Linked DNA regions of Mus musculus: region 2 is linked to region 1. A link is a contact called in public Hi-C data. All regions are on one chromosome and are shown on one strand. Each heading gives the region's core, a stretch centred on a gene start, on an enhancer-like site or on the middle of the called end of the contact. The rest is flanking DNA. Distances are from core to core; before and after follow the strand shown. Region 1 overlaps Serinc5 (serine incorporator 5). Region 2 has its middle 31 kb from the start of Gm41018.

Region 1 (5,613 bases), core at 814-3,313:
GGCAGTGAGAAGGGGGGCATTGAGAAGGAAGGGGCAGTGAGAAGGGGGGGCAGTGAGAAGGAGAGGGCAGTGAGAAGGGGCACTGAGAAGGAGAGGCAGTGAGAAGGAGAGGCAGTGAGAAGGGGGGCAGTGAGAAGGGGGGGCAGTGAGAAGGGGGGGCAGTGAGAAGGGGGGGCAGTGAGAAGGAGAGGCAGTGAGAAGGAGAGGCAGTGAGAAGGGGGCAGTGAGAGGGGGGCAGTGAGAAGGAGAGGCAGTGAGAAGGGGGGCAGTGAGAAGGGGGGCAGTGAGAAGGAGGGCCAGTGAGAAGGGGGGGCAGTGAGAAGGGGGGCAGTGAGAAGGGGGGGCAGTGAGAAGGGGGGCAGTGAGAAGGAGAGGCAGTGAGAAGGGGGGCAGTGAGAAGGAGAGGCAGTGAGAAGGGGGGCAGTGAGAAGGAGAGGCAGTGAGAAGGGGGGGCAGTGAGAAGGGGGGCAGTGAGAAGGAGAGGCAGTGAGAAGGAGAGGCAGTGAGAAGGGGGGGCAGTGAGAAGGGGGGGCAGTGAGAAGGGGCAGGAGTGACAGAGACGCTGTTGTGATTGGGGAGAGGAAGGTTCTTCAGAAGGGAAGAGAGTGACATATGTCTATACACGTTTGCAAATCTGTTGACAGAAACAGCTTCGAACCTCATTGCTTTTCTAAACACTTCATTTTCATTCCCTCCTCCCTTTTCTTCCCCTTTCTCTTCCCCTTCCCCTTCCTTTTCCCCTTCCCTCCTTCCTTTGACTGGATCTCATGAAGCTCAGGGTGCTGTATTATTCTTTAAAAAGAAAAGAAACCTGACCACTTGCCATGTATGGCACCAACTTGCCCTTGGGAGAAGAGTCAGGAGTACAAGATCTGTCAGATACACAGTGAGCTTGAGGCCAACCAGGAATTCGTAAGATCCTGTCCCCCAAAATAAAGCAAAAAAAGGAAACACACACACACTAAAAACTTGAGTGTTAAGTAGATGTTTCTGTTCCCTCCCCATATCTAGGTCCAGTCTCCTGGTAGTTGATGTTAGTAGTTTTGTATCTTCGCATGTGGCTGTATAAACCTCTGCATAGATAGCCTGTGTCAGCACATTACCCTGGGCTGCCACATTCAAGATCACCACCCATATGGCTTAAACAAAACTCTAATGCCTCATTTCCAGAGGTGAAAAGCCCCAGAGTAAGATTTTGGCAAGTTGTCTTCTAAATGACCCCTGTAGAGTCTTCTTACATGGCAGTCCCTGTGACTCTGACAAGCCCCTGTGTTCAGGGCTGTTCCAATGATCCTGTTCAAAACCCTACCCTCTAAAGACCAAATAAAGTCACACTTTTGGGTACCAGAGACTAGTACTTCAACATGTGAATTTTGAAGGAGACACAGGCTCAGTAATATTAACCTTCTCATTTCAAAACAGTATCCTATTGTGTAGAAAGCCCACGATTACTTTAACATTAGGCCTAATGCAAATGGATTGTAGGCTTTCTCGATGTTTGTAACTAAGTCTTGGGATGCTCATAGGTGTGATTCTGCCAGGATGAACTTGGAAGAATTGTAAGTAATGCCCTCTGAAGAGTATAAAAATTATATGGAGGGGAGTTCATGAAGCCTCAACCCTATAAGGTATACAAAGAGCTACAGGCAACTAAGGAATGTCAAAGCAGGAAAAGTGTTCCCCGGGGAAGAGCACACCATTGGTTATCTAATACCAGTGGTCAGCCCTGAAAACACACACACAAATAACACTTTACAGTAAGAGCAGGGCACCTATTCATCTTTAGGACTATATATGTGTATGCTTATATGCATGTAAAAACAGTAATGAAAACAGAAGCCATGAATTTGAAAGAGTAAGGAGGCATATATGGGAAGGTTTGGAGGGAGGACAGCGAAGTGTGAAATGATGTAATTATGTTCTCAAAAATAAAATTGAAAAAAGTAAAGTGAAAATTATACCCCTTAATTCTTGGTGATACGACGCTGGTAGGAGATTGAGTTCAGCGTGTGGCTTGTGATGGTGGCCCAGGGCCTGGGGTTGCTTGTGCTTTTGTTTGAGGGTTTTCCACCCACATGACTTCATCATACATTACTCACTGAACATCTATTTACTGAGGCAAGGGTGGACAGCGCCGCTTTGTTCATTTTTAATTTTTATCTTAAACAAAAGGCTTTTTAAAAGAGTAATTTTGAGCTCATAGCAAAACTGAATAGAAAAACAGAAACTTTTTCCATATGCTCTGTTCCCACAGAAGTGTACCCTCCCCAGTGATGACTGGCTTTCTCCCATGGTGACCAGCCTCCTCCTGCGGTCATCATTATCTAATGTGATGATCAGCGTCCTCCCAGGATCAGCTTTCCTAATGACATCAGTGTCTTGCCATGTCACCATGCTCTCTCTTGGACAGCATCCCTCAGCACAGAGACCAGTTTATACCTCATGAGTCTGTATGTCCCCTTGGTTTCCCAAAGTCCCTAGTTTACGTTACAGCTCAGTCTTGGTGCTCTAAACCCTGTGTTTGTTTTATAAGCCTGACTTGTTTGGCAAAAGGCTTATGCCCTGTAGAGCCAGGAATAGGACAGTGGCTTTTCTCTCCAAGCTTGTGACAGCCTGGAGTTTGTCCAGCAGGAATTTTCTAAGGTGAAGAACTGGAGGAGGTTCTGCCAGGGTAATAACACTCTGGAGGCAGGGGCTGGATGAATCTATTATATCCTAAGTTGTGTTCTCCCTACAGTGTGGCCAGTCAGTGCAGGTGGAGTAAGAATTTCTTGGAATGCTAGCGTTCCTTTTATAGACTCTGTTGGCAGTGTCCACATAGTACATTTGTCAGCATTTAGCTTAAGGCAATGCATGCCTTCCCTTGTTTATTGGTATAGTTTGCTTTGAAGGGTGACTCTTGATATAGTAGAGAAAGGCTATTGTTGAATTGCAATATTTTTATAATCTTTATACAATATGTACACGCATATAAATGTACATATGTCTGGGTTTTGGCAGTACTGTTTTTAGACCTGTGGCACTGCACATGCTAGGTAGATTCTCTACACTGGACCAAAGCACTGCAAGTAAATAGTGCTGCTTGACAAACTCGGTGCATACATTGATACATGACTTAAACATGAATTAAACCACCTGCTTCGTTTTAGTGTTCTCCATAATCGTATCCTTTCTGTGACCATTTAGACAAATTTAAATATCTGTATGCATTCCTTTTCCCATCTGTGGAGATAGTAAGCCTAACCATCGACTCTGCCGTGGTACAGTTCCATCCTTAGCTAGAAGCTTTCTAGCTCATTCTGAATGCCTGAGATGTTGGCCTGTAAAGGGATGAGACATCCTGCCTGGGTTTTGAAAGTGATTGGCTATTCCTGTGCTTTGGGCCAGTGACAGGCAGCACAGCATGAGGGGAGCATCTGACAGAAGAGCCAGGGCCTCCCAGGCCTTTCTGTGACCTGATCTTGCTCTAGCTTTGCACTTAGGTCAGACATCTTCAACATTTGGGTCATGACCCCCTTTATGGGCCAAGTGACCCTTTCATAGGGGTTACCTGAGACCATCAGAAAACACAGCAGGTTATGGTTCATAGCAGTGACAAAATTAAAGTTATGAAGTAGCAACAAAAATAATTTTGTGGTTGGGGGGTCACCACAGCATGAGGAAGTGTGTTAAGGGGTCACAGCGTTAGGAAGGTTAGCGACCACTGTCTTAGGTTGGATGTGGCCGGGCCAGTCTTTTGCCACATTTGAGCAGTACTTAAGATTCAAACTTTAGTGAACTGCTTCTAAAGGAATTTTCTTTCCTAATAGGGTATTTTGTCACATCTGAACTTGGTATGCAGCGAATATGGTTATCTGAGACAACGTGGCTTAAAGAAAAGCTAGGAAAGAGGAGAGAGAGCCAGGGAATCAAGCTAGTTTTGGGGGTGGGGTGGAGGGAAGAGAGAATTAAAAAAGAGGAAGATCTGTACACATATGGAAAGAGTCAATAAAATCAGAGATGTCAGTGGGGACCAAGAGGCCTGAGGGTATGGAGTTGGTAGTGCTTTGCCTGTACAAGGCCTTGGGTTCAATCCTAGAACGTTATGGTGGTGCATGTCTGCATTCCCAGCCTTTGGGAGGAGGAGCTTGAGGCCAAAACAAAACACCAGCCAACAGGATGTCTGTATGTAAAGGGAACAGCAGCTATGCTGGTAAAGACCACGTGTAGCACCGCTCTTTGCACGCTCTGTCTGTTGGCTCAGCCTACGGAGAATTTGTTAAAAGCGGTGGCCTGTTTAGCCTTTTGAGTAAGATGGCTTGAAAAGTTGAGTGCTAGATGCTAAGAAGACGTTAGCAGGAATTTGAAGCCATGTTGCCATCCTGAAGGGCAGAGACTCCAACACCAGTGCTTTCATGAAGTAAGGAAGGAAGCTTGTGATATGACCAGACTTCGGAGATCTATGACATTGTTATAATTTGCTGTATTTTCAACACACCCTGCTACCTAGTCTCACTGTACATGATGTTTATAATATAGTCTTGTAACTCGTGCTTGTTTGGAAGCTTTGCAAAGTTCCCAAACTTCCAGATCATTTTCAAGAAATTGAACTATTAGGGCTTAGGTTCAATATAAAACAGTGTTGGCACTCACAGATTCAGATGTAGTTTGCAGTTTATGGCAATTCCTTTCAGAGAGGCTCTGTTGTGTAAAATCTCCTTTACACCAGCTGCAGCTGAGGGGGCTTCCAAACGACCACAGCAACGTATAAGGGACATGTAGCGTCTGTTCCCACTGTTACTTTATAAGTGGGGATACCGAGTCTTAATTTCTAGGTGGCAGAGTCTAACTCACAGTCCACAAAGGCTGATTTCTCTCCTGAGCTGCTATCCACTTACTAGCCTGCTGCCTTATGTTTTATCGAAGATCTAGTTTTCCCAAATAATGGGGGCAGAGAGAATGTTGAATTGGTTCAGTATGTGCTGTACAAGCAAGAGAAATTGATATGATTTCTGGGACCCACATAAAAAACTGGGTGTGGCAGCCTACCCCTGTAGTTCCAGTCGCCATGGGCTTCCTGGCCAGCTCATCTGGGTGAGTGGATGAGGTCCACATTCAGAGGAAGACTCTGTCTTGAAAAACAAAGTGGAAAAGTGTCAGGAGCGGCATCCAGTGCAGACCCCTGGCCTCCACCCACATGCATGTGCAGTACACATGGCCATGTGACCCAGTGACCTAGTTTCCCCAAGTGAAAGACGTATATACTCTAGTGGTACATCAAGAGTCTCTGCCCTGAGCCTATACTGCACTCAATAGCCTAGAAAGACTGCTGTAAGGGGCACTAGACTGAGAAATAAACAGTGCCTGCATAAGAGCTTACTGATGCCCTTCTTCAAGGATAGCCTTACTTGTGTAAGGAGTACTTAGTAGAACTCCCAGCGTGTCCCTAGGTGTTCGTTGGACATTTGTATTGCTGGGTCCAGGTTCTTGTTTTTCATGTTCTTCTTCTTTAATGGAATATTTTTTCTAGGTTTTAGCTGTTGCTTTTGCTCTTAGCTGATCCCAGAAACCTTTGTTTGCTCTTAAGTGTAATGACTGTGTACTTCTGAGAAAGTCCCTTTCCTGTTTATTTCT
Region 2 (5,613 bases), core at 792-3,291, 80 kb after region 1:
GAGAGAGGCTGAAGGACCCAAAGGATCTTAGCAGCCCACTTTGTGGATTTTAAAGAAATTTCTATGAATATTTATGAGATGGGTGTCAAGGTGGTCCCTTTTTGCTTTCCAAATGGGTTGGACCAGATCTATCTTTTAAGTCCATGATCCTCTTAAAAAGCCCCTGCCTGAGGTGAGAGCTAAAACCATAATGCTAATTATATTATGTAATTAGCTTGTCTTTTGAGAATGCAGACCCTTGGTTAGTATGCATGCAGTTATGGAGATGCCCTGGTTTTAGTTTCTGATACCACAGAAAGAACCTGGATGTTTAACCATCATAGGGGCACCACGATCCCCAGAGACCTCTTCCCTCATCCCCGAGTCTACCTCCCCGCCTGACTGGAAGCAGATGCTGAAACTCAGCTGTAACTTCTATCTTGTCTGTCCTTGTGGGCCCTGCTCACACTGAATGGCTCTCCCAGGTTTTACTGTCCACGGTTGCTTGTTATTTCTTGAATGCTTATGTTTTATCTTCTATAGTTTCTGTTGAATGCATTATTTTTGGCTACCATCATTCTCCAAAATTGTTACCTGACTTACTCTCTTAGATGCCGCCTCCTGCTTTTGTGATACAGGTGTACACTTGACATTTTTCAGAGCGTATTACATTATAGTTCTGTGTGTGTGTGTGTGTATGTGTGTGTCTGTGTGTGTGGGTGCTTGTGTGTGTCTCTCTGTGTGTGTATGTGTGTGTGTGTTTGTGTGTGTGTCTGTGTTTCTATCCATCTCTTTGTCTCCTCTGAGCTGCTTTTACTCTGATTGGTCTTTTAGGGAGATGTATGAAAAGAGCCTAGCAAGTCCCCAGAGACTCTCAGTCTGTCACTTCATAATTGACTGCCACTACTGTGTGTGTGTTCTTTGTCCTATCTGTCCACCTCCTAAGTTTATGTTAGTTCTTTTGGCTAAGCTGATTGGTGAATGTGTTTAATTCTACGTGCCCTGTTATTTTGCTGGCCTTTTAGTCCCTTTGCTCCTTCTAGCTTTTTCTTCTCTTTCTTCTCTCTCTGAGATAAGTTTGCTATACATTTTTTGGGGGTGTGGCTTTTATTTTCATTTTCTCTAAATAATTTATTTTATTTCATCTTATTTAAATAATTTCTTAAAACAAATCCCAACACCGAATTATCAGGTCAAAAGCGGGTTGGCATTTTCAATGCTGTACTGGGCTGGCAATTCCTTAATGACGTCATCGGGGGGAACAAATGAAGATGGCTGCCCAGCACTTGGCTTTGGAGTCTTGTCTCCATAGTTGTTTTAATTCCTTGTCGCTGAAAAACTCCCAGACATAAAAAAAGACCCTTAAAATCCCTTTGTGCAAAGGCAAAACCATCCTGTGTTAGCTGGGGTCCTTAGCTGAGATGGTTGACTTCCTGAGGTTGTATACAAAGTGTTGTGAGCATAAGCACGTTAGCCAGGAGAGGGGCCGTGGCTTTCATTACAGTCTTAGAAAGATTTGATCTAAAAAGAGTAAGTGGTCTGATAGACCATCCTACCTCTAACTAGAGAAGAGGGGTAGCAATAGTAAGACTGTGGTGGAAGACAGCCTCGCTCTGAAATCTCACTGCCTGCCCCACTTCTTCTCTCCCTGTGTGAGTCAGGGAAGGTCATTAATCCTCTGAGCTGCCTGTCAAGTGGGGATGGGCACATGAGTCGCTGTTTCAGAGTTCTCTCACTAACTAAAGGAATCACACAGGTCTGGCACTTTAATAGTCCCTGGCACTTATCAAGTGTTTAGCGAAACAATGCCCACTGTTAGAAATGTCTAAGACGTCCTACTTCAGGTAGAAGAGAGCTCCCTGTCACTTGAGGTGTCTGTAAAGCAGGTGACAACTGTTGGGAAGGCTCTGGGGCATGCGGTGGGGGGTTGTGAGTGGTGAGGGGGGAGTGGATCTCTGAGCTGGGAAGGGATTGGTTTTGGCAAGCTGAGCGTGCCTGTGAATTGTATCTGCCCTCTGGGCAGGTGGCACATGGTGAGCCTCGCAGACCTCAGTCAGCCAGCAGGCGTGACAGCTGTGCTCGATGAGATGGAAACGCACTTCTGTGTAAGAAGGCTGTTTGCAGAGCCTGTTCCTGGCAGCTTTCCTCAGTGTGCAGAAAAATAGGGTGGAACACCCAAGTATGGCCTCATCAGGGCGAGTAGGGGTGGGCAGATCATCTTTGCCACCATCCACTCATGTAGGGTGTGCAGAGCAGACACTGGCTGCCTGCTGTCCCTTGCTTCACTGGGACAGTACAGGAGAAGGAGGAAAAAGACAAGGCATTGGTCGCAGGCCAGGGCTATGTGTGAGGGGAGTGGGTTAAGCAAGGAAATGAATGACCCAGTATTGATATCACTTCCTTACTCCACAGTTAGCATTTACTTATCGAACGGCTATACCATCTTGATGGTTAAGTTTTAAGTATCAATTTATGAGGGATTGCTTAAATCAAAGTGGCCTGTGAGCATGCCTGTGGGGGGCTGATTTGACTACCAATGTTAACTATTTAGACACAGCCCACTGTGGGCAGTACAATCCCCTAGGCAGAGGGGGTCCTAGACTGTAGAGAAAGAGACTGAGCAAGTGTGCCTTTATTCTTTCTCTGCTCTTGCCTGTGGAAGAGACTGTGTGCATTGTTTTTTTGTTTGTTTGTTTGTTTTGTTTTGAAACAGGCCATTGCCTGGAACTCAGTCTTTCTGCCTCAAGCTCTTGTGTCCTGGAGCTGTGGGCATACATCACTACACTTGGCTGATGGGCTGCTTTTGTTGGGACAGTAAGGCCTGTGTTAAAGATAAGGATGTCTTTGTTTCAGAGAGATGCTGAAAAGTGTGTGTGTGTGTGTGTGTGTGTGTGTGTGAGAGAGAGAGAGAGAGAGAGAGAGAGAGAGAACTCAAATTTGAGATTCCACAAGTCTGGCTTAAGTAAAATCTGGGTGAGTAATTCACTTGTGACTAGCTCCCTCAGAAGCAGACCTTGAGATAAGGATTTGCCTGAAACTCCTTTAGGCGCAGTTGCTAGAGTACCTGCCTGGTATGCACTCAGGCCCTAGGTTTGAACCCCAGTGCTGCAGGAATCAGATAGAGTTGCTTTGTGTATCCCATCTTCAGTTCCTTGTGAGTTCAAGACCAGCTTGGGACTCATGGACTCCTGTCTCAAAATACGGTGAAGGTAACTTCATTACTTAGGATATAGAGGAACCTTACGTAGAGGATGAGGAGGAAGGAATTCTCCTGAGGGCGACTGGAGGTTAACCATGCTGAAGGCACGTAGAACACTTTCCACAAAGTTCCCCCCCACAAACCAGCTCTCTTTAGTTCTGTGGGGGACCATCCAAGGGCTTGTGCTTCTCTGGTACTTGAGCATACTACCTGCACTGGCTATTTTTATGTGACCTTGACACAAGTTAGAGTCATCAAAATTTAGGGAGCCTTAATTGAGGAAGTGCCTTCATAAGATCCAGTTGTCAGGCATCTCCTTAATTAGTGGTCTAAGGGGGAGGGTCCAGTCCATTATGGGTGGTGCCACTCCTGGGTTGGTAGCCCTGAGCTCTATAAGGAAGCAGGATGAGCAAGCTATGAAGAGCAAGCTACTAAGCAGCACACTTCCATGGCCTCTGCATCAGCTCCTGCCTCCAGGTTCCTGCCCTGGCTTCCTTCAGTAATGAACTATGACGTGGAAGCATAAGACAAATAAACCCTTTCCTTCCCATGTTGCTTTGGTCAGGGTGTTTCATCATAGCAACAGCAACCTTAACTAGGAGACTACCTGAGCAGGAAAGCCTAGAGATAGACAGTCTCGGATGCTGGTGGCAGGAGAGTTGCAGGCCACCAAAGCATCTGGGCTTTTGGAGGGTTGGGTGTGGCATGGGTCCCAGTGAGGCTTTCTGCAGCCTGATGGCTCGCAGGTGTCAGCTGTGGTGGTTTCTTGTTATGAAAAACATGTGAAGGAAACTTTGCAAGAGGAAGAGAGTGTCTTTTGCCTGGGGCTGTTGGACTGCAGGCCACAGACAGCTGGCTTTGTTATTTCTGAGAGGGCTGGGGGAGTGGAGAGTGGGGAGTTGGGGGTGAGATACACCCCTCACTGCAGCTGGGAGGCAGAGGGGAGCCCGCACTAGTGGACTTCCTGCCCACCTTTTTTCCCAGGCTGGGTCCCAGCCAGTTTGCTGCTGCCCAGGATTCAGGAGTATTTTGCCCCTTCATGGTCTCTAGAAAAACCCTCACTGACACTCTCAGAGCTATGTTTCATTAATCTAGGAGTTTCTTAACCGAGTTGATAATGCAGATTGACCATTACACTAGCCAAGTGTTTGCAGGCCAGACTGGGCTCCTAGAGCCTTCTGTGTCAACTCTTGTTTGCATACCTAGTAGATGTCTTTTCAAACTAGAGCATAACTATAGATACTGAAAGTATGGGTGTGGTACTTGAACCTGCCTCAGCCATCCAGGGTAGGTTCTCTACAAAAGGCTTTAATCCTTTCTGCATCACATGGGCCAGGAAGAGCTGTACCTCTGAGTGAGTTCCCCAAGTTTTAGATGTTTGCTAAAGTTAACCATAGGCATGCGCCCCCCTCCCCCATCATCCCACTCTGGGAACCTAGTTTTTGTTTGTTTGTTTGTTTGTTTGTTTGTTTTCTCTCTCTCTCAATTAGTGACAAACCATCTGTTCTGGACTGGGAGGTTGCCTTGGTTTTCTGCTCTTTGGAAACCTACTTTTCTTAGGCAGGGAGATTTAGGCTGAGGTCCCATTTGGACCCAGCTAAAAACTCACGGCTAAGTAAATATAGGTTCTCCCAATGCATAAATGCATGTCTAACTTAAACATTTTTTTAGACTTATTTTATTGTATGTGCATGGGTGTTCTAAGTGCTTGTATGTCTATACTCTACAGACATGCAGTGCCCTCGGAGGCCAGAAGATGGTGTTGGATCCCCTGGAACTGGAGTTTATAGATGGTTGTGAATCACCATGTGGATGCTAGAAACTGAACCTGGGACCTTTGCAAGATCAACAAGTGCTTTAGCTGCCGGGCCACCTGCCAGCTTGAAAATGTGTCACAACCTCAAAAAGTTGAGGTTCACTCTTGAGAATCTCACAACCGAGTCATACATGCACACATATAAACATACATACAACATGCCCCCCCCCAAGTCCCCAAATCCCCCAAACAAAAGACCACCAACAAAGAAACCCCAAACAAAAAGAAAACACACAGGAAAACAAAATCCAAAGTATATCAAAACAAAGAACCCTCGATATTTTAAATCTGTAATGTCCGGTTGGACAGCACAAGATGATGCAGGCTTTCCTCACACAGAGGACTGGCCTGAGGGTCCCAGCAGCACGCACTGCTCTGGCCACCATGGTACCAGGTATGCAGCATACATAGCAGATTGTCCAGCAGGGCTTGAAAGAATGAATGAGTGAATGACAAACAGACAGATGAGCAGCTCTGTGCTTACTGCCCAAGTCATCTGTGACTCTAGGCTGAGGGCAGAGAATTCCTTGCCTGGCAGCTCCCAAGGGAAATGAGAGCGGGTGTTTTCCCCAGACACTGATTTGTAGCCATTCACATTCAGAGGGATGTTTGCTTTGTG

The links. Hi-C and Micro-C count contacts between places; a contact is called where the count stands out from the background.
Region 2: a contact with region 1 is called in a Hi-C map of muscle stem cells, with 2.8 times the contacts expected there. The contact joins two enhancer-like sites. A contact is called at or near these places in 1 of 15 datasets of contacts at CTCF or cohesin (large pre-B cells), 16 of 484 Hi-C or Micro-C datasets (B cells, the C10 cell line, the CH12 cell line and 8 more) and 1 of 115 datasets of contacts at active chromatin or transcription factors (double positive thymocytes).

Annotation. Positions count from the first base shown.
Region 1 is chr13:92,654,633-92,660,245 of GRCm38.p6, forward strand. The region is part of intron 1 of Serinc5 (serine incorporator 5); the gene reads left to right. Among named protein-coding and RNA genes, the nearest start is that of Serinc5, 46 kb to the left of the region's middle. Within about 2 kb of position 2,064, at least 49 of the 459 cell types and tissues checked have an H3K27ac peak or open chromatin away from gene starts, as enhancers often do. A contact at or near this core is called in muscle stem cells, where this site is marked.
Region 2 is chr13:92,735,035-92,740,647 of GRCm38.p6, forward strand. No RefSeq gene overlaps it. Among named protein-coding and RNA genes, the nearest start is that of Gm41018, 31 kb to the left of the region's middle. Within about 2 kb of position 2,042, at least 58 of the 459 cell types and tissues checked have an H3K27ac peak or open chromatin away from gene starts, as enhancers often do. A contact at or near this core is called in muscle stem cells, where this site is marked.